Linked DNA regions of Mus musculus: all the other regions are linked to region 1. The links are chromatin contacts, called in public promoter capture Hi-C maps. All regions are on one chromosome and are shown on one strand. The core of a region is the stretch at or near the end of the contact, and the rest is flanking DNA. Distances in the headings are between cores, read along the strand shown. Region 1 holds the start of Lgals9 (lectin, galactose binding, soluble 9). Region 2 holds the start of Tefm (transcription elongation factor, mitochondrial). Region 3 holds the start of Atad5 (ATPase family, AAA domain containing 5). Region 4 holds the start of Suz12 (SUZ12 polycomb repressive complex 2 subunit).

Region 1 (7,186 bases), core at 1,399-3,898:
CCCATGTCCTTCAAGGCTCTCGGAGATTTTTTTTCCTTTTAGCTGTGATTTGTTGAGGTACTCTCTGCCTAGAAGGAAACATGCTGATGCTAGTTCAATAGAAGAATGTTATGTAGCTAGCAGGAACCATCTCCCAGACCACGATCCGGAGCATGTACCGCCATCAGAAGTCTGTGCCTCTCTCAGGCAGCAGCCCCAGTGGCAAGCTGTTGCTGGATTGGATGTGCATGGCATTGCCACAGTGTAGGCTCGACTATATCTGGCTCTTTCATGTATTCCCCATTCCCAGGGAGCCAAGGGCCCTTCAAATGCACGGAGTTCCCTGATGTCTCTCACGTGACTGTGTATTGCTTCCTTTTTGGAGCTGTGATGCACAGAACTGTTTTGAACAAACAGCCAGGGCTGGGGCACAGGAGAAGGGCCTGGCTGCTGTATTGAAGCTGAAGCACCAGTTCTGGCTGGGTTCTTTTACATCCCAACTTGCAGAGAATGGGGATTCCAGTTGCCCCAAATCCCAACCCGTTGGTAGTTGCCTAGCATGACAAAACTGTCCTTGGTGTCCATGATAGCCAGAGGACTGCGAAGAATTCCCTTTCCACTTTGCTCCAACAGGATAGCCTGCTCTTGAAATCCAGTCAGTTCCTGTTGAGTAAGGCACTTATAACTGGGGCAAAGGTAAAAGGAGGCGCGTGGCCTCTAAGAAAGCATATCTAAGAATTAGTCTTTGCAAGTTTTGGTGTGTCTCGGCTGAGTGTAAGAAGAAATCGTGTTGCAGATAAGTGTCTGACTTCCTCCTTGGAACTGATTTTCCCCTTGGTATCCCTTGGTACCCAGAGGGCCATTCTGTGATACTGTAACAGAATGTTGCAGGCTAACTAATTCATAGAGAACGTAGGCTAACTAGTTCATAGAGAATGTATGTTTCTTTCTCTCTACCCTGGAGGCTGGGAAGCACAAACCAAGATAACCGTCTTATGACTGCATGGTTGAAGGCAGAAGGTAGAAATATAGGCAAGAGGTCAAATCTGCAGCTGCATGTCTTTTGCTAAGCCACACCAGTCCAAGGAAAAGAACCAGTCCCCAAACCGAATCAGCTCCCATGGTGCCGGGTACACTTCCCAACACTGATGCTGTGGGAATAAGTTTGCAGCCCATACTTCTCTGGGAATAACGACCACAGCTTTGTCACAGCAAGCTTGCTCCTAGCTAGCCATAGTGCAATCCCAAAGTCCTGAATGAGTCCAGGTAAGTCTGTTTTCCTGGCTCCCCAGTCCCACCCCCACCCCAAACCTGTCCTGCAATTCTTTGCTTCACTGATTATTTCCCTTAACTCATAACCTAAGCTGCAGGAGCTGGGTTTTGGTTTTGTGTTTTTGTTTAAGGCAGGGAAAGGCTGGTGATGTAGTTCAGTTGGTGGAGTGCATGTCTAGCTCATAGGAAGCCTTAGGTCCTAACCCCGGCACCATCAGGTAGAGGTGAGTCATAGGTATAATCCAAGCACTTGGGAGGTAGAGGCAGGAGGATCAGAAGTTCAAGGTTGGGGCTGGAGAGATGGCTCACTGGTTAAGAGCGCTAATTGCCCGAAAAACAAAAACAAAACAAAACAAAAAACAAAGACAAAAACAAAAAACCAAAAAAAAGAGCACTGACTGTTCTTATGAAGGTCCAAAGTTCAAATCCCAACAACCACATGGTGGCTTACAACCATCTGTAATGACATCTGACATCCTCTACTGGTGTGTCTGAAGACAGCTACAGTGTACTTACATATAAATAAAAAATAAAAATTATTAAAAAAAAGAAGAAGTTCAAGGCCATCCTTGGCTACATACTGGGTTCAAAGCCAGCCTGGTCTACATGAAGAAAAGGAGGAAGTGGGGAGGGAGGAAAGGAGGAGGGAGCAATTATGTATGTTGTAGACTAGGCATGCTGGGAATTCATGATGGGTCATCTCTCCTGGCTTCAAAACTATTTCAAATATTTCCTAGGGTCTCCTCCCTTGTCACTTGGAATATTCTACTGTGTCCAAAGTATGTTTCCTCTTCTTACCCCAAAACAGAGGGACAGAGGGGAGAGACAAGGAGAACAGACAAATTCACAGGCAGATGGCAATGAAGTTCCCAGGGCCCCCACATAGTCCACATTAACAACCTCAGCGGTGGTGTGTTTCTTGCAAAATAGCTCTCCATGGTTAAGCTTTCACACCAGGGAGAGATGCTTCTTGGAAGCCTACAGCATCACAGAGATTTCGGAGTGCCCGTAAGGAGTTGTGTAACCTTGCTCATGCTGCCCCTTGGTCTTTCTGAGCACTGTTTTCTCTGCACATACAAAGGTCTGAGGAAGGTCTTTTCCACGGATGCCCACCCAGAGGACAAATGAAGGCTCAGCTCTGCTAGATGGGGTGAGGAAGCAGGCTCAGAAGCACAGCCACTTCTGGCCGAGGCTGTCGAGGAACGCCTGCTGGCCATGTGACTGGTTCTCTGGGCAGAGCACAGGAAGGGAAAGTCAAGGCAGAGCAGGGAACACCCAGTGTCCACTGGTCCTAGGTCCTCCCACTGAGTCCCACCTCCAGCCCTCCACCCTGACATCAGCTTTCTTTTTCTCTAGACACTTCCCTCAGCCACTGAGCTCCTCCCCTTGAAGAAGTGCCAAATAGCTGTGGTTTCTGTTTCCTAGCTCAGCCCTGCCCTGCGCAGAGTTCTGTCGTCCACCATCGAGTGAGGAAGAGAGCATTGGTTCCCCTGAGATAGAAGAGATGGCTCTCTTCAGTGCCCAGTCTCCATACATTAACCCGGTGAGTTGTGGGATGCAGTTGTGGGGTGATTGAGGAAAAGCTAACGGCCACATCCAGGGGAAGTTGCTCTGGACCTGTGGGGAAACAACGGAGTGGCACAGATAGAGGGTGGGGTGTCCTGCAGACAGCACATAAGGGACAAACATGCCAGGCATGTCAGCTGGGTCATCCTGATGCAGCTCGTGTCTCATGCTAGGCTTGCTGTGCCTCTGAGGACCCAAGGGTGCCACTCACTATGATTTATGAGGTGAATTAACATGTGCCTGTTCCATGCTACCTGGTAGCATCTACAAAGGAAGGAGACGGTTTATATGATGATGTGGATGGGCTTGTTGGGGGTGGGGGGAGGTAGCAGGTAGCAGATATTCACATGACACTTAAAGTGTCTGCCTTAGAGAGGATCTCTGTTCAGCCATTTACAAACTAGGTGATGTCGCACGCGCAGTACTTTCTCCTCTCTGTATCTGTAAAATGGAAATAATACTTAGTCTGTCTCCTGAGGTTAAAACAAGGAGAAAGCAGATAGCACACGTGGGTGTTTAAACAGCACCTGGAACATGGAGGTGTCTTGGGAGTGCACGGGAGGGGAACAGGGAAGCCCTCCCCTCTGTTCTCCAAGGGCCACATCAGAATTCACCCAAGAACACTTCCAGAGTGTGTGCAGACAGGCAAGTAGGGACTGTCTTTTAGTGCAGGGTGCAAAGGGCTGCCTTGGGCTCCTTTTTCCACCCCCTGTCTATAGGTGGTTTTGTTTATACACTAGGAAGCTTAGTAGCCACACTGTAAGTGGAGACACTGAGACTTTGAGAGGTCGAGGCCTTGCCACATGTCCTCAGATGGTGGGTGACAGCGAAGGAAAGTGCTTTTCCCAGAAGAGGGGATGCTCATGGGGAGATGGCAGTAATGGAGACGAAAGTGATGCTCCCAGGAACCTTCTGTAGAGTCGCCGTGTGTGCAGGTGGGAGATAGCAGGGTCTGTAGGTGAGCTGGCTGCCAGAGCCCAGCGTCAGAGCCTGATCTAGCACGGCTCTGGGCTTTGCTTGGGGCTACCAGTGTCCTCAGCCACAGGGTTAAGGCTTCTAACTTGGGACCTGCATGGAAGGTAGATGGGAAAGCTAGAAGGGACTGTCCAGTGTCTCTGTGGGGCCTTCAAGGGCAGGACGTGTCACAGGGGCATGATACACCCACTCTGGTTTCCCACCAGGCAGAGCTGACAACTTGAATTTAGAAAGTAGACTTTTCCCAGCACTAGGGAGGCAGAGGCAGGCGGATTTCTGAGTTCAAGGCCAGCCTGGTCTTGAACAGTGCCCCATCTTTAAAACAATCAGAAAAAAAAAATGAAGGAAAAAGCAATATTTTCAATTATGAAGGGAAATCCTCCCACGGGGGAGGGGAGAGGTTAAACAGGTCTTGGTGGGAGACATGGAGGCTATGTCGCCGTAGCACTGGGATCACAGGTCCTCCTACCTGGCTGGTCTCACTCAGTGACCCACTGACTTCTGCAGCTGTGGGTCACACGTCCACTGAAGTGCTGACGTTGTACAAAAGTCATGTGACTCCTGTCCTGCAGAGGAACAGTATTGTCACAGCCTGAGGGCCATGTCATGGACAGGCTTGGTTGCTGACTCCCATGAGGGTCCAGAAGAAGATGGGACTGGGCAGTATGACTCTCTTGTGTGACCCTGGTGACCAGGGGCCAAGGGCATGTATGTGCTTCCTCATGAAAGGGAGCCTATATCACCTATGACGGAGAACATTGGTTCTAGTGTCTGAACCCCAGGCTTGTCGTTAACCAGCTGTGTAGCTTTGGGCAAGTTACTTAATTTTCTGCACTTCCGTTTCCTCGCCCACAAAGACAGTAAAACCAAAGCTGTTAGGATGCTTGAGGAACTGTCTGGGTCTTTGAACTTCTGGGACGGCTGGGCCTTCTGGCTTGAAAATATGCCAGACACTGCTGGTATCCAGACTGTGTGCCCCAGTAGACCACTGAGCTGACCATACTCTGTCTGTAGGCTCTGCCTTCTGCATGTCCCAACAGGAAAGGGAAGCAAAAGACTTTAGCCTCTGGGTAGAAGATGAGTCTCGGCAGTCCACGCTTCTTCTAGACAAAATGTATTTGTTTGTTTGATTTTGTTTGTTTGTTTGGTTTGTGTGTGTATGTGACAGAGGTCAGAGAACAACTTTGGGAGGCAGACTTTTTCATTCGCCATTTGGGTCCTGAGGGTCTAACTTGCATCATCCGGCTCAGTTACGAGTGCACTTATCTACTGATGCATCTCACCAGAACAGACCTCTTCTTTCCATCTATTTCAGAGCCTGACCCTTCTTATGAGGATACTGGTGATTTTTTAAGGCTGGACTGGGTAATTTAGCAATCTCCCCAAGTCCATGGACTTCAACCTATCAGCACAGTCCCTTTCATCACTTAAATCAACATAGTCCCAGGTTCTGTGCCTTTGCTGGGGGGGAGGGGAGGGTGAGGCGTGCCATACAGACCTTCCCAAAGTCTCTCAGTCCTAAAGTTTATCTATGAATTAGTAACCAAGTACAAATAGCCCCTCCCACCTTCTATACAATGACCTCATTTGGGCTCAGTAGGTGAGGCTCTGGCCACTGAGCTTGGTGACCTGGAGTCCACAGGGTAGAAGGAGAGAATCGATTCCTCTGTGTTGTCCTCTGAGCTCCTCAACCACACAAAAATGAATAAATAACCACAGGTGCTGCCTCTCCACTGTTCCACCTCCATGCTCTCTACTCTGAATTCATCACATGCAAATAGCATCAATTATTGCTATTTATCCTGTGTGTATAGGCATACAAGGAAGTGTGCTTGTCTAGAAAGTTTGAGAGCCTGGGTTTAATCCCTAGCATCACAGAAACAAAGCAAACAACAACAACAACAACAACAACAACAACAAAGCATTTGCTTCCAGTATTATATATTGACTTTCTCCTTTTAGTGGACTTTTAGGTCCTTCCCCATCTTTTTACTATTCTTATGCTTTGCTTATAAGATTCACTCATGTTAGAATAATGTGTCTCAGACTTTAGAACACCATTTAAGATACTAAAATCTGGGGCTGGTGAGATGGCTCAGTGGATAAGAGCACCCGACTGCTCTTCCGAAGGTCCAGAGTTCAAATCCCAGCAACCACATGGTGGCCCACAACCATCTGTAATAAGATCTGACTCCCTCTTCTGGAATGTCTGAAGACAGCTACAGTGTACTTACATATAATAAATAAATAAATCTTAAAAAAAGATAAGGCATTATTGCTTTAAAAAAAAATACTAAAATCTAAGCCAGGGATGGTAGGACACATTGGCTCTCTCAACACATAGGAGCTTGAGACGGAGGTTCAAGGGTCAGCTTTGGCTACAGTCTGCCTGGGCTAAGTGAGATTGTCTCAAACAAACAAAAACAAAAACATGAAGTCTCAAGAAGGTTGTTTGTTTTTTTTTTTTTTTTTTTTGGAAAATTGATACTTCAGAGATAGATCTGTACTGCTCTGCTCCCATGACCTCTGTCCATTATTCCTCTGTCTTTCTCCCACACCTTCTGTGCACACATGTGACCACATCCCTATCATGCACTGCACTCATGACCACATACCTATTATGCAGGTTTCACAGCTTGTGGTCTTCAAGGAGTACAGGTGGGTTAAGTGTCGAGCCTTCAGCTGCCAGCAAAAGTTCTAAGGACAATTTCAGGAGTGGGGAGGAATTTTCTTTTCTTTATTTTTAAAAAGGTTGATTTTGATTTTTGTTTGTGTGTGTGTGTCTCTGTGAGTGTATGCCATGTGTGTATAGTGCCCAAGGAGGCTGGAAGAGGGCGTCAGATCATTGTGCTGGAATTTCTAGTAATGAGCTGCCTGGCAGGGATCCTGGCATCTGCACTTGAGTCCTCTGGAAGACTTCTCCTGCCCTGGAGGAGTTTCCAATAACCATCTTGTCAGGCTAGGGACACAGGAAGTGTTTTTTGTCTAGAAAGTTTGAGACCCTGGGTTTTATCCTTAGCTAGCACCACAGAAACAAAATAACAACAAGGCCAATCCACAGTTCCCTCAGGCTGACTGGTCTCCTGCATTCCATGGGCCTGCATGGGAGTGCAGGGTGTGAATGCAGGAACTCAGACACAGGCAAGCTGTGATCTGTTTCAGGTTTACCAAAACACTTAGTGGCAGAGCCAACACGAAGTGTGAGAAGGCACTTCCCAGAAATGGTTACAGTGGGGTCAGTTCAAATGGGCCTGGAATATCTGGGGAGCCATTACAGGCTTCCATAGGTTCTAGACAGCCAGACAACCCAAGGATAAAGGCCAGAAGGAAGTCAGTGACAGTTAGATAAGAGAACCTGGAGGGGGTGTTGGTTAGCGATAGACAGGATGGAGTT
Region 2 (7,186 bases), core at 1,295-3,794, 1.2 Mb before region 1:
AATGTCATTAGTTGAAATGACACGGAGGCTGAGGAATGGGTAGCTCTTGCCTAACACACATGAGGCTCTGGATTCAAGTCCCAGCACTACACAGTCAAAAGAATAAGACTGACAAGTGACCTGGGACATAGCTCCACTGTCTTAGGTGGCTGAGAGGAGAGGAGACCTTGAGCCCAGAAGTTCAAGGGTATCCTGGGCAACATCATAAGAGCCTATCTCAAAAACACTTCCTTCTCCCAAAATGAGATTACACAGGACTGGATCTGTGGCCACTCCAACATGGCTGCTGTTCTCATGAGATGTCCGTGTGAATGCCTAGTGACAGCAGAGTGACACATATGTGGAGGAGGTAGTCATCTGAAGGTCAGAGAGAAGCATGCATTTCCTGCAGTCCTCAGAAGGAACCAACCCTCCTGACACTCTGGTCACAGGTGTCTGCACTCCTGAAGTGTGAGGGAATAAATTTCCCATGGTCCATTTCAGCATCTCTGTGGTACTCAATGAAAGAATTCTGTATAAAATTTTGTGTTTTAAAAAATTTTGAGCAGGGTGTGGTGGCGCACGCCTTTAATCCCAACACTTGGGAGGCAGAGGCAGGTGAATTTCTGAGTTCGAGGCCAGCCTGGTCTACAGAGTGAGTTCCAGGACAGCCAGGGCTACACACAGAGAAACCCTGTCTCAAAAAACCTAAAAAGAAAAAAAAATTTGGAAGATTTTAAAATTGTCTTTATTTTTGTTAGATCCTTACATTCTGGAGACATCATTAAGATTCATAGAATTTCCATGAGTTTCCCTAACTAACCCTTTTTTTTTTTTTTTAAGACTAGGTCTTACTATGACAGCCCAGGCTGACCTGGAATTCATGCTTGAGTACAGGAATGTGTTACCACACCAGGCACTCTTTCTCTCTCTCTCTCTCTCTCTCTCTCAAATATTTATTTATTTATTTATTATATGTAAGTACACTGTCGCTGTCTTCAGAGACACACCAGAAGAGGGCATCAGATGCCATTACAGATGGTTGTGAGCCACCATGTGGTTGCTGGGATTTGAACTCAGAACCTCCAGAAGAGCAGTCAGTGCTCTTAACCGCTGAGCCATCTCTCCAGCCCCCAGGCTCTCTTAAGAATAACTTTTATTTTAGACTTATTAATTTGTGTATATGAGTGTTTTGCCTACATGTATGTCTGTGTGCCAAGTCTGTGCCTGGTGCCTGTGGAGGTCAGAAGAGGTTATTGGACATCCCCGGAACCAGAATTATAGATGGTTGTCAGCCACCATGTGGATGTTGTGAACCAAAGCCGGATCCTCCACAAGAGCAACAAGTACTCTGAACGGCTGAGCCTGTGAATAGCTTTTGTTGTTGATGCCTTTTGAGACAGAGTCATTTTTGTAGTCTAGGGTGGCCTCAAACTCATTACATAGCCTAGACTGGACTCAAACTCACAATTCTCCTCATGCTCCTAAGTGTGGGCATTATAGGTTAGCTACGACGTCTAATATAACCACAAACCCATTACTAGACCCTTTTCCACTCTTCTTCCTTAGCCCAGGTTTCATTCCCCACAGTTCACTCTGCCTTGGCAAGAAAATCTGTTGTCATTCCTCCTACGCCCCGCCCAAGTTACCTGGCAACAGCCAGGTAGGCCTGGCTTTGCTCTAAAAGGAACTGCTTGCCCTCTCTGACTCTTTTCTCTCTGACCCCTTTTCCCCTCTCTCCTCTTCTCCCTCCCCGTCCTCTTCAACGTGTACTGGGCCACCAGTTCGTTCGTGTTCTCTCTCTCTCTCTCTCTCTCTCTCTCTCTCTCCCCCCTTTCCCTGCCTCTACTCCCTTCTTAACTCCCCCCCCCCCCAATAAACTCTATGCCATACTGGAGCTGGGTACCTCGGAGAGGAGGGGATGCCTCAGGATGGGCACCTCACCACACCATACCGCGCTCCATAAAACACAACAATTGTTTTATAAAACATATCACAATAACTTTCCGATTCCTCTTTCTTGTCCTCAGGTTCTTCTACAGTCCAGCCTCACATTGGCTGCAAATGACCAATTTTCTTTTTTTCTAGAAAGCCCCTCTAATCTGACTTTGCAACTAAAAAACAAGCAACCTGCCCGACTTTTTCAACTGTTCCACTTCGCATTCCAAGGATCAAATGTGGCTCCAGACTCACCTCCCCCCATCCTTTTCAAACAGTCAAAAGTGCCCAGCGTCAAAGCGACCTCATACATTGGCCTTATCCCGTGCATCTCTCCCAGATACTCCTCCTCTCAACTCCGGACAGGGTTACATGTGTGCATATAGGCTCCCCACTGTCTGCTGTGTGTCTGGGAACCCAGAGGAGACTCGCCCCAAAACAGGATTAAACCTAGTCTACTCCTATGCATCTCGGCGATCCCGAACGGCCACACTTTCTCCAGAGACCATCAGCCATCAATTACTAGGAACTCCGTTGGCATTTCCCTGAGACTGTCGCTTTCGCCGGAACCCTTCTGCCCAGCCCCGGCCGAGCACTTTTTGTTGGAGCACACGAAACCGGAAGTTGAGGAGGAACACAGGCGTGGGAAAGAGCCTGGCGATGGCTTGGAGGACAAACCTTGCTTGCCTCATCAAGGCCGGAGGTAGGGTTCCTGAGCACGAGGTGGATTGCTTTCCAGTCACTAGCCTGTAACCGGGAGTGGTTCTCTTCTGCCCTGTGTCCGGTTGTCCAGCGTGGAGCTGTAGCGGAGCTGAGGGGCGTTCATGTCCCCCAGCCCCGGAGCCCGTCCGCTTTAATGGCCCGGGGTCCACGCGCGTGCGCCCCTTCCCGGGCCGGAGTAGCTCGCTTAGCCTCTGGCTGTGTCGTCTTCCTGTGGCCGCGCTGGGAGGATGACTTTACACTGTCTTATAAAGTTATCCATTGCACAATGTAGACTGCTTGCAAAAATACAGCCTTGTTAGCAATATTGAGAACCATGCAGAACAAAATAAACCGTCCCCACCACTTAGTTAATATCACCAGCCCCCGCTTGCCCCAGTCAGAGCTCCATGTTGCCCAAGCTGGCCTGCAACTCACTATGTAGCTAAATCCTGATCTTCCTGCTTCCATCTCCTAAATGCTAGGATTGCAAGTGAGGAACACCACTCCTGACCAGCTAAAACATTTATTATAAACGTATAAAGTTTAATTTCCTTTAGTTCCATCAGATGATAAACTAGTAAAAAATGGAACTGGAGATCAATCATAAGAGGCGATACAAAAAATCCTCATAATATTATAAATGCCATAAGTAGCAGACATTTGAAATAATTTTAATTAAAATTAAGTGGTTCTAGGTATAGAAACCAAGGCCTTGCCAGAAACTAGGTCCTATCTAACTGGCCCTTAACTTTTTTGATTGTTTTTACTTTAGCAAACAGTCTCATTGCCTGGAACACTGTACTAGACCAGTCTGGCCATGAACTCTCAGAGGTCTGCCTGGTTTTGCCTCCCAAATGCTGGTTTTGTTTGTTTGTTTGGTTTTTTTGAATCAGGGTTTCTCTGAGTAGCCCTGGCTGTCCTGGAACTCACTTTGTAGACCAGACTGGCCTTGAACTAAGAAATCGACCTGTCTTTGCCTCCCAAGTGCTGGGATTAAAGGCACGTGCCACCACTGCCTGGCTCAAATGCTGGTATTAAAGGTGGACTCTACTTATCCCGAGAAGACTACAATTTCTTTATTTTAATTAATTAAATTTTTGGAGATGAGGTCTCAGGTAGTCCAGACTGTCATAAAACTCTTGGAATCTGAATCTTGTATGGACTGCCCCTCAGGTGCTGAGGTTGTACATACGGAGTTACAGTGCCAGGCAACTACAGCTTCTTCCTTGAGACAGCGCCTCTGTGTAGTACTGGCTATCCTGGTGCAGCTGAATTACTATGAAGTCAAGGCCATCCTGGTCTTCATACTGAATTTGAGTATGAAGACTATCCAGTGACATCCTGTCTCAAAAAAGAAAACAACAACAAAAACCCCACAAACAAACCCAACCCTACCAATGATCAAAACCAACCAACCAACCAACCAAAAACCAAACAAACCCTCAAAGATAGATAACTGTAATTATTGTAAAACTACTCTTTATGTTTTGTTTGTTTTTCAATACAGAGTTTCACTGTGCAGTCCTGGTTGTCCCGAACTTCCTCTGTAGACCAGGCTGCCCTTGAACTCAGAGATCCTCCTGCTTCTGCCTCCCCAGTGCTGGGATTAAAGGTGTGCACAACTACAACCAGCTCTACACTCCTCTTAAAGACAATTCTCTGTGATAATATGGTCTGTGTGCAAGTCTGTATAACTGCACAAGCTTGGGTATTAACTGTCAAGGAGAACATTATAAGTCAAGTTTCCCTTTTAGGGAGGAGATGGTTTCCAGTCCCAGAGTACTCATCCCTGCCTCCAGTCCTAAATAACACCTGCTCTGTGAGGAAATCCACTGCACCTGAGAAACGTGTTGCCAGTGTTGCTGCTTGTGATACAGATGGAAAGGAGCCCGGGAATCCATTGGACAGGCTCTTCTCCCTGGAGCAGCAGGCTTCTATCTTACAAGTGCTGAATACAGCTTCTGATAAAGAACTGGAAGCTTTCAGGTTGCTTCGAGGAAGGAAGTCCGTCAATATTGTAGAACACAGAAAGAAGTTTGGGCCGTTTCAGAGGTTGGAGAATTTGATAGACGTGCCCTTGATCCAATATAAAACTGCTGTTGAAGTTTGTAACTCCATTCTCTGTCCGGAGAACAGACGGAGGAAAAAGTCACAGGAGAAGTGGCTGCTGAGAAAGTTCATCAAGCCAGGTGTAGAGCAAGAGAGACTTAAGGTACAGTCTCCCCTGACCACCACCCTTTGGGAACTTACTCTGGAAAGCAAAGCACCGTTCCCAGTGGTGGGTGAGAGACGAGGTTTTTGTTTTATTTCTAAGTGTGTGTGTGTGTGCGCGCTCGCGCACGTGCTCTCTTTTCTGTCTCTCTCTCTCTCCTAATCAAGAAAACTTTCAAGAGTCAGTTCTTTCTTTGTGCTGTGTGGGTTTTTGGTGGGCTTGGTTGCAAGTGCTCTAACCCTCTGATTCATCTCACCGACCCAAAATAAGATCCTTTAGAAGTCTAGATATACTCATATTACTGGGTGATTGTTGCACAAAATAAAAGGTACTGATAATTGCCAGGTGACCAGAGGGAATCCTTGTAAGGAAGGACTTGGGGAAAGTTTGCTCAACTTGGAAGAGAGGGATTAGGCTAGCGGGAAGAAGAGTTTCTGTATAGGAAACGGGAATGACTAAGTATCTCTACACAAGGCTTCGTTTTTATTATAATCACTTTAGTCCTTATTGTCACCGTGCCTTTGGCTTCCGAGTGCTGGCATCGATGGACTGGGCCACCACCACTTGGTTCCTGCTGAGCTTTCTAACTGGCCCCTATTTTTATTTTTTATTTTTTGAGGCAGGGTCTTATTCTGTTGTCCAGGCTGGCTCAACTTGGCTTAACTCTTAACCTGGATGGTCTCAGTCTTGTTTGCTGGCTCCCTATGCATACACTCACCCAGACACCTGTACAGCACATGCACATATACCACACACACATCCACACATCAAAAACAGTTCTAAGAATTAAAAACACCACACATCAAAAACAGTTCTAAGAATTAAAAACAATCAGTTGACCATGAATGGCTGTGTGCAAACGGTTTAGTAGTAGTGTTCATGCACAGTGAATCAGAAGGTCCTTGTTTCAGATGGTCCTCTACCCTTTTCATTATGTTCCTTTTACTTCTCTGTATGTCTCTGATATGAGTGTGGGACGTCAGAGGATAATCTGAATTTGTTTTTTCCTTCCACCACTTGGATCCCAGGGAATAAACTTCGGTCTTTGACTTGGTAGAAAGCAGCTTTTCCCACTAACCCATCTTCACGCCCTCTTTGTTTGGGTGTATGTTCGAATGTGTGCTGCTCACGTGTGTGCCAAGGCAGACTTGAGGCGGTATTCTTCCTCTTTTGGTATCTTGTGAGGTTGTTGTTGTTGTTATTTTTCAAAACAGGATTTCTGTGTAAACTTTGGCTGTCTTGAAACTCACTCTGTAAACCAACCAGGCTGGCCTCAAACTCACAGAGATTCACCCGCCTTTGTCTCCCAAGTGCTGGGATTAAAAGGCGGTGCCACCATTGCCAATCAATTTTCTTTTAATTTTTTTTTTCTTTCTTTTTTTTTTTTTTTTTTCGAGACAGGGTTTCTCTGTGTAGCCCCGGCTGTCTTGGAACTCACTTTGTAGACCAGGCTGGCCTTGAACTCAGAAATCCGCCTGCCTCTGCTTCCCAAGTGCTGGGATTAAAGGCATGCGCCACCACGCCCGCCCGGCTAATTTTCTTTTAATTTAATTGCATCTTTATTTGTGTGTCCCTTTCACTGTAGAAGTCAGTGGACAACTTGGGTGGCGTCAACTGACTCCTTTCGCCATGTGGATTATAAAATAAATAATTAAGAAAAAAAAGAGTGACCCTTAAGACATCTATTCGTTTTTTTAGGTGTTCTATTGATCACCTAAAGTTGTTAAGCATTTTGAGTTTGTAGGTTTATAGCTGTGAGATTTCTACACTTGTCATCAAATCAGTTCTTCTTCTTTAGGCAGTTAAGAGTATCGTATCTATTGTTTTTGGTACTCGAAGAATTGCATGGGCTCACCTTGACCGGAGACCGACTGTGCTGGACTGGCAGCAGACTGAGTGCTGGAAATTAACTAACAAAACATACCCAACGTCCTTTTATCTGGAAGAGGTGAGGCAGTGGTTGGTCCCTGCTTCTTGTTTTCTGCCTTGTGCATTCCTACAAGGTTCCTTGTACATACAGTTCAGTCTGGTAGTTCCAAAAGGGATGTAAAAAAAAAAATGAAGCTGGGTCTTTGGGGCACCTTTTACTATTATAGCTTTATTATATTTGCTTAAAAAATATAGAAACCTTATCTTTTACTTTACTTATTTATTTAATGTAAGTACACTGTCCCTGTCTTCAGACACTCCAGAAGAGGGCATCAGATCCCTTTTCAGACGGTTGTGAGCCACTGTGTGGTTGCTGGGGATTGAACTCAGGACCTCTGAAAGAGGTCTAGAGGTTAGTGCTCTTAACAGCTGAGCCATCTCTCTAGCCCTGTATTAAGTCTTCAAGATGTGAAATGGGCAGGGGTT
Region 3 (7,186 bases), core at 822-3,321, 1.1 Mb before region 1:
CTCATATATTTGAATTATTGAATTTTGGGGGTTTTTTTGTTTGTTTGTTTGTTTGTTTTTGTTTTTGAGAAAGTTTCTCTATGTAGCTTTGGCTATCCTGGAACTCTCTCTAGATCAAGTTGGCCTCAAACTAAGAGATTCACCAGCCTTCTCTTCTCACAAGTTGTCCTCTGATCTTCACACATATGCTGATCCTGGCACATACAATAAATAAATAAATGTAACAAAATAATTTTAAAGGGTAAGAAGAATTTGTAAGGGGTAAAAATAACATTCAAAATAACTGGCAGGAATAATAAACGATATTGGGACAAATTTTGACCATTTAGATAAATGAGGTAAAATTAAATATGTTGAAATAATAAGTGAATTAAAAGTGAATTTATTATTATCATCTTTAAAGCTTTGAGATGGTATCAGAGGCACCACACAACAGACACTCAAGTAAGATCTAAGTTCAAGTACTAGACCTGACATCTACTGGTATGGAAATCTTAAGCAAATTAATTTTTAAAATATAACTTGGGGCTGGAGAAATGGCTCAGCGGTTAAGAGCACTGACTGCTCTTCCAGAGGTCCTGAGTTCAATTCTCAGCAACCACATGGTGGCTCACAACCATCTGTAATGAGATATGATGTCTTCTGGTGTGTCTGAAGACAGCTACAGTGTCCTCATTTAAATAAATCTTTTAAAAAAAAAAAAAACTCGATTAACGGGGTGTGAATGGTGCATTCCTGTGATCCCTGAATAAGCAGGCTGAGGTGAGTAGGTGATGAATTTGAGATGTGCTGTGCTACACAGTAAATAATATAAATATTCTGTAGCTGAAAAAGTTACTTAATTATAAAAATTAAGAATTAGAATTTAAGTGAATACACATCTTAGCTCACTTTAAGGGCACCAGAACACATCAGAAAGCTAGCCTGGTATATGGTGTATAAAAACCATAGCATCTCTGAAGAGGCACAAGCCTGTAATGATGACAGAAGAAAAAGTAGGTCAGAGATGTACTTTAAGATCCTAAAAACTACTTCTAAACGGCATAGAATATCTTTATAGTTGTTTAGTATATATTTCTCTTTCTTTCTCAGAAAGCAAGGGCTTCCTACATTAAGCACTGTCCTCTACTTAGTGTATTCTCTAAAACATGGTAAATATTAAGCACCTACATGTCACTGAGACTCTTAACTACATTACATTAAGCTCTGCGGTCACGGTAAGTTCCTTACTTGATCCATTTAAGTGACATTCTAAATGGAATTCCTAGGACAGGTATTAGTACGGGACTAGCTGAACTTAAAGCTTCATCTTCTTCGCCGTTCTGTGATCCCACATCATCATGAACAAAGAAAGTGACCCTGAAATCCTTGGTGACATGCTATTCCACCAACGTTTCAAGGACCCGGGAACTGTAGTTTTCAAATCCTGACTTAACAACCAGCCCGAAAATATCTTAAAATGCCAACGCTTTTGTGAGAGCTTTACACGGCACACTGAGGCAACTATCCCACACAAAATTATGACTGTGGGTCATCGTGTCCCTCCTTCCTCGTCCCAGAAGCACGCAGGACTCCCCCCATCCTCACGCCACAATTCCCCAACACTGGCAGAAAGGAACTTGACGGATCCTCACCTCAATCTCGTAGTCCTTCACAGGAAGGGGTGCTGCAGCCGCCGCCATGCTCAGGACCCCCACCATGATCTCTGCCTCCTAGAACCCGGGCTCCTAGGCCCTTCAGAGGTCCGGCCCAGCCTGGCTGGAGGCCATAGGGGCGGCAGGTCCAGTGGGAGCGAGCTGCGAGCCGGGGAGCCCGTCTCGGGTCTCGTAGAGACCACCGGCCGGACGCGAGTGAGAGGCTGGGCCCAGGGCCGCCGAGTCAGACTCAGACAGAGATGTACGGGAAGCCCGGGCTCAGGCCCCGAGGTGGCGGCGGGACAATACAAGGTGCCCCCGGGGCAGATTCTCCAGAATAAGCGCTCGAGCCCCACAGAACGCAGATCGGACTAGTGGGGCTTCGGCGGGAGTTCTGTCAATTGGGTTTTCCCGCCGTCCGGAGCGCAGGGGGCGGAGCCTACGACCGCTGTCGGAGGCTGCGCAGACGGTGAGCCGCGAAGGACAAACTACTTCCTTTGGCGAATCTGCGCGCGATTGTAGCAATTTTAGATTAGGAATCTAGTTGAATTTCAGAGATTCGCACTTCCATGTTAAAGTTTGACTTATTGAAGACGTGTTTTGTCTAAGATTACCTAATCATTTGGTGGCCGAATTAACTTAGACTTTAGCCGTTCTTTTTGTTTGTTTGTTTTTCAAGACAGAGTTTCTCTATGTAGCCCTGGCTGTCCTGGAACTCACTCTGTAGACCAGGCTGGCCTCCAAGTGCCGGGATTAAAGGCGTGTGCCACCACTACCCGGCGACTTTAGCTATTCTTAAAATTATATTTTTGAAGCCAGGAAGTGGTGGTGCACTTGGACGGCAGAGCAGCAGATATCTTTAAGTTTGAGGCCAGACTACGTAGAAAGTTCCATTTCAGCCGAGAGACTCTGTCGTTATATAGATAGATATGTAGATAGACTGACTGACAGAAAGACAGACAGACAGAAGATAAAAAGAGATAGAGGAGCCAGGCAACGGAGGCACACTCACACCATTAATTCCAGCACTCTGGAGTTAGCAGAAACAGGCAGACCAGCAGTTTGAGGCCAGCCTGGTATACAGAGAGAAATCCAGGACAGCCAAGGCTACACAGAGAAACCCTATCACGAAAAATCTAAAAAAGGAAGAAAAGAGGCAGCCAAAAGACACCTCATGTTGATCTCTGTACTCTGCATGTATGTATGTACATCTGCACTAACCCACAGGAACATATTATACACATCACACACACAAATATATTTTTTCTTGTTTGTTTGTTTGTTTGTTTGTTTGTTTTTGAGACAGGGTTTCTCTGTATAGCCCTGGCTGTCCTGGAACTCACTTTGTAGATCAAACTCAGAAATTCACCTGCCTCTGCCTCCCAAGTGCTGGGATTAAAGGCGTGCGCCACCACTGCCTGGTGTGTATATATTGGAGGCCAGAAGAGAACATGGAACTGGAATTACAGGCAGTTTTGAGCTACCATTGTGGATGCTGGAAACCAAACCAAGGTCTTCTGCAAGAGCAACAAAGCCCTTTACAACTGAGTCATCTCTCAGGCCTCAGAAAGCATGGGCTGGGCTACTGAGCTACACACCCAGCCCACAATTAACCATTATAAACAGTCTTTGTAAAACCCAGTCACAGTGGTTAAAGATTTAACTGCTGCTGGGGCAGTGGTGGCACATGCCTTAGTCCCAGCACTTGTGAGGCAGAGGCAGGTGGATTTCTGAGTTTGTGGCCAGCCTGGTCCACAGAGTGAGTTCCAGGACAGCCAGGGCTACACAGAGAAACCCTGTCTCAAAAAAAAAATCAAAACAAAAAACAAACAAACAAAAAAGAGCGTAGACTGCACCTGCAGAGGACCTGAGTCTGGTTGCCAGCACCTAAGTCAGGTAGGTCACAACAGTCCTTAGTTCCAGCTCCAGGAGATCTGATGCCGTGTTCTGGACTTCACAGGTATTCACTCACACACACCCACATACCCACAGACAGACACACAACTGCACACATAATTTAAAAATAAATAAAAATAAGAACAAGTAAGTGGACTGTCAATGTTGTTGGAGTGCCACAGAGGATCAGAGAGCTTGCAGCACAATCACGAAAACATCCCAGCCCCGTGGAACACACTGGGCATTGTGTGTATGGCTGGAATGCCAGCTCTGAGACCAGCAGAGATAGGAGGACAACGGGGCCCGGCCTCCAGCCTAACTGGGAAACCATGAGCCCAGGTTCATGGCTACTCACAACCATAGGTAACTTCAGGCCCAGGGGATCTGATGCCCTCTTTTGGCTTCCATAGGCACAAAAACTCTGAATGAATGGGGTACAGAAACATACATGCATGCAAAATATTCATATACATAGCACACATATATACACACACACATACATACACACACACACACACACATATACCAGGGGCTAATCGGATATAGTAGCACACACCTATAATCACAGCACTTAGGAAGTAGAGGTGAAAGGTCAGCAGTTCAAGATTATTCTTCACTGCACAGTATGTTTGAGGCCAGCCTCAGCCCCACGAAACTCTATCTCAAAAAACAAAAACAACTTAAAAAGCAAATAACAAAAAAAAAAAAAAAAACTGTCCCTGGAACCTCTGCACACCTGCTTTGCCTCAGTCAAAATTCTGTGCTTTAAACTTAAGGTTTCTGAGCTTCCATTGTACCTGATGCATTATGTTCCACATTTCCACTTAGTCTGTGCTGTCAGGGCTGGACTGTGAGAGCAAGCAGAGCGCCCCCTGCTGGTTTCGTTCTTAGTTGCTCTCTAAACATTTTGTGTCTGAGTGTGTGCTGTGTGTGCTTGTACACAGCCACATGATCCAGCCTTTCACGTAAGCACTTTGACATTTTAAAAGAGAAGCATAACTTAATCCCAGCACTAGAGAGGCAGAGGCAGGCGGATTTCTGAGTTCGAGGCCAGCCTGGTCTACAAAGTGAGTTCCAGGACAGCCAGAGCTATACAGAGAAACCCTGCCTGGGGGGGGGGGGGGGGGGAGGGGGGGGGAGCTATAACTTAGAGATGTTTACTTTTGGTGGTTGGTTTCCTGTTTATTTTTGTTCTTTTGAGACAGGGTCTATGTAGCCCTGGCTGTCCTGTAACTTGCTCTGTAGACCAGTCTAGATCTCTCCCAGCATCTGACTCCAGAGTGTGGGAATTAAAGGTGTGTGCTACCATGACCAGCTATTTAAATTCTCTTTTTTAAAGATTTTTTTTTTAATTTTTTTTTAAAGATTTATTTATTTATTATATGTAAGTACACTGTAGCTGTCCTCAGACACTCCAGAAGAGGGAGTCAGATCTCCTTACGGATGGTTGTGAGCCACCATGTGGTTGCTGGGATTTGAACTCCTTGACCTTCAGAAGAGCAGTCTTACCCACTGAGCCATCTCACCAGCCCCTTATTTTTTTTTTTTATGTGAGTACACTGTCACTTTCTTTAGACACACCAGAAGATGGCATTGCATCCAATTATAGATGGTTGTGAGTCACCATGTTGTTGCTGGGAATTGAACTCAAAACCTCTGAAAGAGCAGTCAGTGCTCTTAACTGCTGTGCCATCTCTCCAGTCACTATTTAAAATCTTTTGAAGAATTTTTTTGTTACTCTTTTGGGCCCTCAAAACAGGGTTTTTTTTTTTGTGTGTGTGTGTAGCCCTGACTATCTTAGAACTTACTCTGTATACCAGCCTGGCCTCAAACTCACAGAGATCTGCCTATCTCCTGAGTGCTGGGATGAAAGGCATGCACCACCACCGGGCTTACTGTTATTATTCTTACTTATGTGTTTGAGTGTGTGTCTATGTGTGGTATGTGCAAACATGTGAGAAGGCCAAGGCATCACATTCATCTGCAAGTAACAAGGGGGTTGGGCGCTACCCTACATGGGCACTGGGAACCAAACTCAGTTCCTCTGCAAGAGCAGTATGCACTTTGAACTGCTGGGCCCACTCTGGAGTTCCTCTTTTTCGTTGTTTTTGTGCAGTGCTGGGAGGTGGTGACATGTCAAACCAAACAGGGCCTTGCACATCTTAGGTGAGCACTGTCACCAAACTGTTCTTGTGCTCAGAGGTACTTAAGCCTCTGCTCATCGTCTCTGCGCTTCATAACCCTTTCTCTTGTCCTTTTGGTGTCAGTGCAGTCCCCTGGTTGTCCCACTGACTTGGGGAAGGCTAATCCCACGCCCTCCTCTGGATCCTTGTAATCTGAGCTATTCCATGGCCAGTTGGCATCTGCCCTTGCTGCTTCTGGATTCTCTTCCTCTCCTGTCACTCTAGCCACAGGATGATTCACTCTTTAGAAATGTCCTCTGTTAGGTTGAAAATAGCAGGGCCTTCCAGGTGTGGTGGCACAGACCTTTAGACCCTGCAGACACAGGGCAATCTCTGAGTTCATGGCCAATCTGGTCTACAGAGTGAGTTCCAGGACAGCCAACATTATTAAGAAGGAAGGGAGGGAGGAAGAAAGAGAAAAAGAGACAACAGACAGAGAGACTGACAGACTCTGCCTCAAAATCAAGCAAACAAAAGCTGGGCCCAAGAGTGGTTAAAGGTGCTTGCTGACAAGACTGATAACCTAGATTTGGTTCCTTGGACTCACATGGTGGAAAGAGAAAAACTGACTTCTGTGAGTTTTCCTCTGATTTCTACAAATGGCACACATAGAATACATACATACATACATACATACATACATACATACATACAAAAGTAAACAAATAAGCAAGTAAATAAATGTAAAATAAAATTATAAAGTTCAAATAGCAATGCACTCCCTAACCTCATGGCTGGGCAGAAGAGTTTCTCAAGAATTCATTCAGGTGCCTTTTTTCTTCTTTCTTTCTCTCTCTCTCTCTCTCTTTCTTTCTTTCCCTGTGTGTATGTGTGTGTAGTGAAGATATCCTACATACAAATTTTTGCCTTCCATCCCTCCATCCCTATATTAAGAAAATAGGGGCTGGAGAGTTGACTCTGTAGTTAAGGGCACTGGCTGCTCTTCCAGACTGTGGTTCAATTCCCAGCAGCCACATGGCAGCTCACAGGCGTCTGTGACAACAGCAGCTCACAGGTGTCTGTGACAACAGTTCTAGGGGATCTGACACCTTCACACAGACGCGATTGCAGATAAAACACCAATGCACATAAAATACATTTTTTAAAAATTTAAAAGAAGAAAAGAAAAGTAGGAAGGAAGAACGGAAGGAAGGAAAGGAGGGAGGGAGGGAGGAAGGAAGGAAGGAAGGAAGGAAGGAAAGAAGGAAGGAAGGAAGGAAGGAAGGAAGGAAGGAAGGGAAGGAAATAAAACAATGTTGGCCAGATTTGGCATCTCACACCTGCAACCTCAAGAGGCAGTGGCAGGAAGATTGCCTCAAGTTCAGGACCAGCCTGGTCTGCATATTAAGTTCCAGGTCAGCCAAGGCTACAAGGCTTAGAAACAAAAATCCCAAACAGTTAAGTAGCCCTGGTTTTTACCAAGTTTATTGCCAACGCCCTACTATTCTCTTGGACTGTTTGACTAAATGTTCC
Region 4 (7,186 bases), core at 2,235-4,734, 1.0 Mb before region 1:
GTGAAATCCTTTCTCCAAAAATAAACTAAAGTGTTCTCATCTCTCTCTCTCTCTCTCTCTCTCTCTCTCTCTGTCTCTCTCTCTGTGTGTGTGTGTGTGTGACGCGCGCGCGTGTTCTCATCTTTAATCCTACTGTATCACAGTAGGGTTAAGCCTATAGTATTTGAATACTTCTTTGAAGACTCCAGTATGAGTTTAACAAATACACCAGAATTAATATTATAACTGATGGTACGACTTCAAAGAGAGTAACATGAGGGCTAAGGATATAGCTAAGTGGTAATAGCTAAGTGTCTACTATGCCTAAAACCTGGAATTCAATTCCCAACAGTGTCCTTCCCCACAAAATACTGTTATACTAATAGTACGTATTATACATAAACGTAAATATATACATTATATTAAGAACTGAACTCCAGGGGCTAGAGAGATGGCTCCTCTTCCAGAGGTCTAGAGTTCAAATCCCAGCAACCACATGGTGGCTCACAACCATCTGTAACGAGATCTGACTCCCTCTTCTGGAGTGTCTGAAGACAGCTACAGTGTACTTACATATAATAAATAATAAATAAATCTTTCTTTAAAAAAAAAAAAAAAGAAACTAGTGACAAACTAGAATTACAAAAGAGATACGTTTAAATTTTTCAAACAAGTTGATCTTTCAATTTTCCTAATATGTGATCAGAACTTTAAAGTGCATTTTCCTGAGCTGCTCTACCACACTCTAAGACAAAACTTTCTATAGTTTCATCAGCTTGAAATAAGATTCATAAAACATACCTTTTGATGCTTGTTCTGGAATTTCGATGAGACATGTAAGTAAGAGTTCTGTGCAAAAATATTGGCTATAAAAAATTAAAAAGATTAAAGTTACAGATGAAATTATAAGAATGAAATAATACTGGTGAATTTCATTGACTACTTACTGCGATAAGATTTCGAGTTCGAAGAAATCTATATATCTGTGTTGGTTCTAGGTAACAGGAAACAAAATCCAAACATTATCTAAATGTACTTTTTAATGAACTTGTCAGTAAATTATCAACCCAGCCCAAGACAACCCACACCCTAAGCAATATAAAGCAATCAATCTCCCATTATGGAAATAGTTTACTACATATTTATATCTAGAAAACTAGTAAGCAGGAAAGGTCATTCAGTCCAAGACATATACTCACAAAATCTTTTTCCCGCCCCCTCCTCCTCCCTGAAGGTAAAACCTAAGGGTCTTTCTCTACACTGTCACTAATCCTTTCTGTGGTAGCCACCATCAGTGAGCAAAGCAAAGAGCAATAAATTAAGTACCTTGACTTAGCTCTACTCCACACACACATTTACGCCAAGCAAGATGAAAATTTCACTTTAGTTGGCCATTAAAAAACTTGTAGTAACTAGTCAAAACTAAACTCTTAACAAACATTCTAATACAGATAGGATCAAAAAATTAGTATTGTAAAATTCTATCTTAAACTCATAACAGCTTCCAAAAACATTTTTCCCCAAAACAATTTTTAATGCTTAAAATTTAAATTATTATAAAGGGCTTAGGTTAAATAGTTGAAATATATCTTCCTACAACTCCCCCATTCCAGTAATATTAGATAACTACCAGAATCACATTTCTTTAAGACATGGTAATGTAATTACAAATACCTATATTAATAATTACATTAAGAACTTAATGTCTAGAAACTGAATTAAGTATTAGGGGTAAAAAAAAGATCTAACTCTTAATGGTAACTGTTTTCTTGCAAGTGGATTTCATTGAAAGCTAGTAGTTAAAACCTTCCTAGAGGATTGGTTTTCTCATAACATTTAGAAAGTTTTAAATTTCCAATTAATCTTCAATTTAGTTTTAGTTTCAAGTTAAAGTAAAAGGAGATGAGATGTCTTAGAAGAGGTACAAACAAGTGTATTTATTCTCATTACTGTCCTTCAGTTCTGATTATATTTAAAAGCTTTTCAGATTTTTGTAAAAGTATATTAAGCAAAAGAATAACGATCTCTGAAGCATGACCAATTATCTGTTTCAATATTCAAAAATCGAAATGATTTGTATTAAATTCCAATAAGAATTTCACGAAGAATCAATGAAAATGAAGGAAGAGTATTAAAACAATGTAAAACGTCTTTCCAAGCACAGCTGATACCAAAGCCCATAACATATGCCACGGATATAGTGTAAATAAAGAGATTCAACGGCAAAGCTGACTTCATTCAAGTTGCCGTAAAATACCCAGCTAGAAGATTGCTAAATTCCACTATCTACACAAAAGAGGTGCAAAACCATCAGGATATAATGCCCACTTAGTAACAATTTTATTTATAGTCATAATGTTTATAAATTCTATTGTTTGTTTCCAGGCACTGTGTGATCCCCTTTCCAAAAAAGTCAGTTTCGCCCTCCACGCATCTTTTAAAACGAAAAACCGGGATTTAAAAAAAAAATGTTCTGGAATTAAGAAACAACTCCAAGGTTGTCCACGGAGAGGACGCTTGCCCCATTCTGTCTCTCTCAGTCTACGCACCCATAAAATGGGCGGAAAGGTTTGAAAAGCTTAAAAGGTTTCAAATGCTGCGTGTTCACTCACACGCAGCCAGAGTGGGTACGAACGCATTTCAGACCCATGACAATTTCCTCGGCTTTACAACACTCATCTCCGGACAGGCTGTGTCTCGTCCCCCCGAAACCTACAACTATAATCCCTGTACTTGTGGAGTAAGGAAGACACAAACGAAAACACCAACTCGTCTCGGGATCTATATGCGCTCAGTTCAACCGTCACGTCCCCACCTCCAAGGCTGCTCTGAACCTGGGGGCCCCGGGGCGACCCTTCCGGGAGTCAGGGACCTGCTCGGGACCCCGGCGTTCCCCAGCGAGTCCTCCCTCCACTCCCAAAGCAAGTGGACTCTCCGAGAACCCGGCGGAGTGCCCCGTGCCCCGAACGCCGGAGAGGGGCACCCCTGCCCTCGAAGCCGCTCACACTCACTCTCAAAGGCCTGGAGGAAAAGCTCGTGGTCAGCCTGGACGTGCTCCATTTTCGGCTTCTTCACCGGCAACACCGCGGCCCCCGCCGCCGCCGCCGCGGCCGCCGCCGAGGAGGAGGAGGCCGAGTAACTGCCGCCGCCTCCACAGCCCCCGCCGCCGGATTTGCCGCCCGAAGCCGCCGCCGCCACCGCCGCCGCCGAACCCCCGAAGCCGCCTCCCCCGGACCCCGCGCTGGGCCCCGAGCCGCCCCCTCCCCCACCGCCGTGCTTCTGAGGCGCCATCGCGGTTCCTGCCTCCTCCCCCCGCCAGCTACCCGCCGGGCGGCCCCGGAGAGTGAGCGCGCCTGCTACACCAACCGCTCGCCCCAGCAGGCTCCAGCGGACCGAGGGGGGAAGGAGGAGAGAGGGGAGGAGAGGGGAAGGGAAGGGAGGAGGAGAGGAGGGAAGGAGGGAGGAAAAAAAAAAAGTGTCTCCTCCGAGCCCCGCTCCGCTTCGGAGGCCGCTCACCCTACCCTGGCCTCGCTCCGCCCACTTTCCCCGCCCGGCGCTCTGATTGGCCGGCGGGAGCGCGCGCCGCCGGGCCGCCCAGCCCGTTGGTCCGCAGAGTCCCCCGTCAGTCACGCGGAGGCGCTTCTCGCGGAGGCGCGGCTTGGTTGGCCCGTGCGCGCTGCCGACCGCGGGCCCGGACGCCTCTTTGAACTGAATTCGCGGGAAAATGAGGGGTCGGAGCGGCCTTCCTGCTCGTCCCGGTGCATTGTGGGCAGAGGGGGACTCGCGAGCGGCTTTGGGAGCCGTTTCTCGCCTTGAGAGCTTCGTCAGTCGCCGCCCCCAGGGGGGCAGAGGTCCCCTGGAGAGAGAGGCGGGTGACTGAGAAACTGAAGGCGAAGGGGCCTTTGAAAGGAGCGGAGGTCCACCGCGGATCCCGAGACTGTGTGGTCTCAGGAAGTGACCTGCCCCGGGGGTGCTGTGTGCTCAGTCTCATCTCCACTGAGGCAGGAGGAGATCGGATCCCCTGGCCGCCACGTGCCCCAAGCCACCCATGGCCGAAATCCCCTAGCGCAGCCACTGGGTTGTCGGACGTGAAGGGCTCGCCTACGAAAGGGAGCGACCTATTTTGTGGCGGCCGTTTCTCAGAAATTAAGGAGACTTGGTTTTGTTTTGTTAAGTGATGTGAGGTTTTGGGATTCTGTGGAATTGGGTTGTGGCTTCTCAACACGATGCGAGCAAAGTAGATACTTCATTTTCTCTGAGACAAATAGGTGATTCGAAGTAAAGACATTTCTTGAAGTTTTATTTATTGTACTGCCAAAAGCTTGTGAGGAACGCTGTGTTTTGAGTGTCTTGTTTAAAAAGATAGATAAACTGGGCGGTGGCGCACGCCTTTAATCCCAGCACTCCAGAGGCAGAGGCAGGCGGATTTCTGAGTTCAAGGCCAGCCTGGTCTACAAAGTGAGTTCCAGGACAGCCAGGGCTACACAGAGAAACCCTGTCTCGAAAAACCAAAAAAAAAAAAAAAAAAAAAAGATAAACAGACCCGACCTAAGTCTGTTGGTACAAATTGGCTTACTCTGAATAACTTGGATTTCAAGTTAGACAAAATAACCAGCTTATATTGCTTATATTTTAACTTTCTAAAAATGTTTTTATGCTCGGTGGTGGTGGCACACACCTTTAATCCCAGCACTTGGGAGGCAGAGGCAGGCAGATTTCTGATGCGAGCCTGGTCTACAAAGTGAGTTCCAGGACAGCAAGGGCTATACAGAGGAACCCTGTGCCTAAGTCTACACCAAGGTCGTATGCTGCGGTCCTTACAGCCAAAAGAGGATGTTGCCTCTCCTGGAAATGGAGTCACAGGTGGTTGTGAGGCCTAGGGTGGGTGCTAAGAATCAAATAGAGATCTCTGAGAGAGCAGCCAGTGCTCTCAACTGCAGAGCTGTAAGTCCAACCCCACGTTATGTTTTATATTAAGAAGAAACTTTAGAATGCTCTCATTATACTAGTCTGTATTTAAGAATATTTCTTACTGCAAAATAGGTATATGGTGGGTTTTTTTCCCCCTTATGTTTCTGAAGAACGTCTCTGATGAATGCCACCCCACCGAGGTTTCTGGAGTTTTAGCTGCGGTATTGCTTTATAGCGTTAGGAAATTCAGTCAGGGTCTGAATAATTAAATTACTCTAAGCAAATCCAAAAATATCGCATTACAAACTAGAGTGCTAATTTAACTATGTGACAACTATATAGCTGTCAAAATGTTCCCTCTTCATCATTTGTCAGGGTTCAGTTGTAGGGAGGGAGAGGACGGAGGGACAAATACAGTCAAATAACCAAGTGAAAGATTATCATGAATGTTTGATGAAAGGAGAAATGCACCTAAGGGATTTGGGGTATTCTTAAAGGAAATGGTAGTAGCAGGCATTAATGTGATGTTATACATCTGTGCTAACCAACATTAATCATGAAAAAGCCAGCCATGCCATGAGAGAGGCGCTGCTGACCAGTCCTCACTTCTACATTCCTTATCTAGAATGTCCAGAGAATGCAAAAAAATAAAAATAAAAATCCTATGACTTAAGAAAAAAATTAATTAATTGAAGGGTCATTTCAGCTACATCATCTTGACAGACCACCTCTAGCTTGGTCTTGTCTGGCTACCTTGTTACTTGGGATGACAGGTGCTTTTGAGGTTTGTGATTGCAGTTCACTATCAGTGATACAGATATTTAACTCCCCCACCAAGCAATGAAGTTAGATTGCTTTCCAGATGTTTTGTTTTGTTTTTCCTTCATGTCATATCTGGGATTGAATGTAAACTACTAAAAGTCAAAGACCATAGTGTTCACTTTCTTTGACATTTCCCAGCTTGTGTCCAGAAGTATCTGTAAGGAGAAAAAAAACAGGAATTGGTTGTTAATTGTCTTATCACTTGCAGTTGTCAATATGAACACTAACTCATCTTTTCATAATTTTTTTTCTTTTTTTGAGACAGGGTTCTCTCTGTGTAGCCCTAGCTGTCCTGGAACTCACTCTGTAGACCAGGCAAAAATCAGCCTGCCTCTGCCTCCCAAGTGCTGGGAGTAAAGGCATGTGCCACCACGCCCGGCTCAGAGATTAGTTTTTAATTTACATTTATGTATTTTTGGGTATGCAAAAGCATCTGTGCATTTTCTAGAAGTTAACCAAGATATCAAATCTGTTTTTTTGTTTTTTTTTTTTTTTAACTTGTACAATGTCTTTCTTCCCCCACCCCCTTATCTATACTTATCCTTTTAAAGGCTAGGGCTGAAGTCACAAAAAAAAAAAAAAAAAAAAAAAAAAAAAAAAGCCTATAGACACTATATCAAGAATATTTGCCAGTGCCTGAGTAAACTAGTTATGTTTTATAGTAATTTTGAGAGAAATATAGTTAGATTTAGTGTTAAAACAAAACAAACCCAAAATTGCCCCAAGATAAAAACAGCAACAACCTGTCCAATCAATGGGGGTGTGAAGGGGTGGTTGACTCACCTTATTTGAAACTTAAGATCAAATGTTAAATCATTATTGTTTCCTTTGTCTAGGAAAGAAAAACATAAGAACCATGGGATGTTTGCTGCATGTGATGAGGTTTTCATAATAAACCACTGATGTGTGTTTGTGTGTGTGTCTAGAGTTAACTAGAAATAATAAGGGGGATACTAAGACATAGTTAGAGCCCCTGGGACAAGAAGGAACTTGACACTAATAACCAGAGGGAAAGCAAACCACCTGAGCCAAATTGGAACTGTCTACAGTTGGACTCAGAGCCCTATGTCTGGAAACAGCTAATATACCCACTTACAAAAAACTGTGGCACAAGCCAGCCTGATCTACAGAGTGAGTTCCAGGACAGCCAAGGCTACACAGAGAAACCCTGTCTAGAAGAACAAAAACAAAAAACAAAAACAAACTGTGGCACAAACTATTTTGCATTTAATTTTTGTTTGTTTTTCCAAGACAGGATTTCTCTGTGTAGCCCTGGCTGTCCTGGAACTCACTCTGTAGACCAGGCTGGCCTGGAACTCAGAAATCCGCCTGCCTCTGCCTCCCAATGCTGGGATTAAAAGAGTGCACCACCATGCCAGGCTGCATTTAATTTTATAAGTGAAGTGAATTGATATTTGTTGAGCATTCTATCCAGATAGTAATCATAAACAGTAATGATAGTATTCAAAGCACA

What was found. Promoter capture Hi-C pulls out the DNA fragments that hold promoters and counts their contacts.
Region 2: a contact with region 1 is called in a promoter capture Hi-C map of liver, with 2.6 times the contacts expected there. The contact joins the promoter of Tefm here to the promoter of Lgals9 in region 1. A contact is called at or near these places in 2 of 39 promoter capture datasets (both in liver).
Region 3: a promoter capture Hi-C map of pre-B cells shows a contact between it and region 1, with 3 times the contacts expected there. The contact joins the promoter of Atad5 here to the promoter of Lgals9 in region 1.
Region 4: a contact with region 1 is called in a promoter capture Hi-C map of liver, with 2.5 times the contacts expected there. The contact joins the promoter of Suz12 here to the promoter of Lgals9 in region 1. A contact is called at or near these places in 4 of 39 promoter capture datasets (the C10 cell line, liver and pre-B cells).

What each region holds. Positions count from the first base shown.
Region 1 is chr11:78,980,386-78,987,571 of GRCm38.p6, reverse strand. It overlaps Lgals9 (lectin, galactose binding, soluble 9), which reads left to right and starts at 2,648. Exons shown (of 10, transcript NM_001159301.1): 1 at 2,648-2,794. The coding sequence starts at 2,756.
Region 2 is chr11:80,137,511-80,144,696 of GRCm38.p6, reverse strand. It overlaps Tefm (transcription elongation factor, mitochondrial), which reads left to right and starts at 2,544. Exons shown (of 4, transcript NM_183275.2): 1 at 2,544-2,620; 2 at 4,374-4,831; 3 at 6,630-6,779. The coding sequence starts at 2,578.
Region 3 is chr11:80,084,285-80,091,470 of GRCm38.p6, reverse strand. Atad5 (ATPase family, AAA domain containing 5) reads right to left here and starts at 2,071. Exons shown (of 23, transcript NM_001029856.2): 1 at 1,635-2,071. The coding sequence starts at 1,700.
Region 4 is chr11:79,989,404-79,996,589 of GRCm38.p6, reverse strand. It overlaps Suz12 (SUZ12 polycomb repressive complex 2 subunit), which reads right to left and starts at 3,484. Exons shown (of 16, transcript NM_199196.2): 1 at 2,991-3,484; 2 at 927-973; 3 at 781-845. The coding sequence starts at 3,270.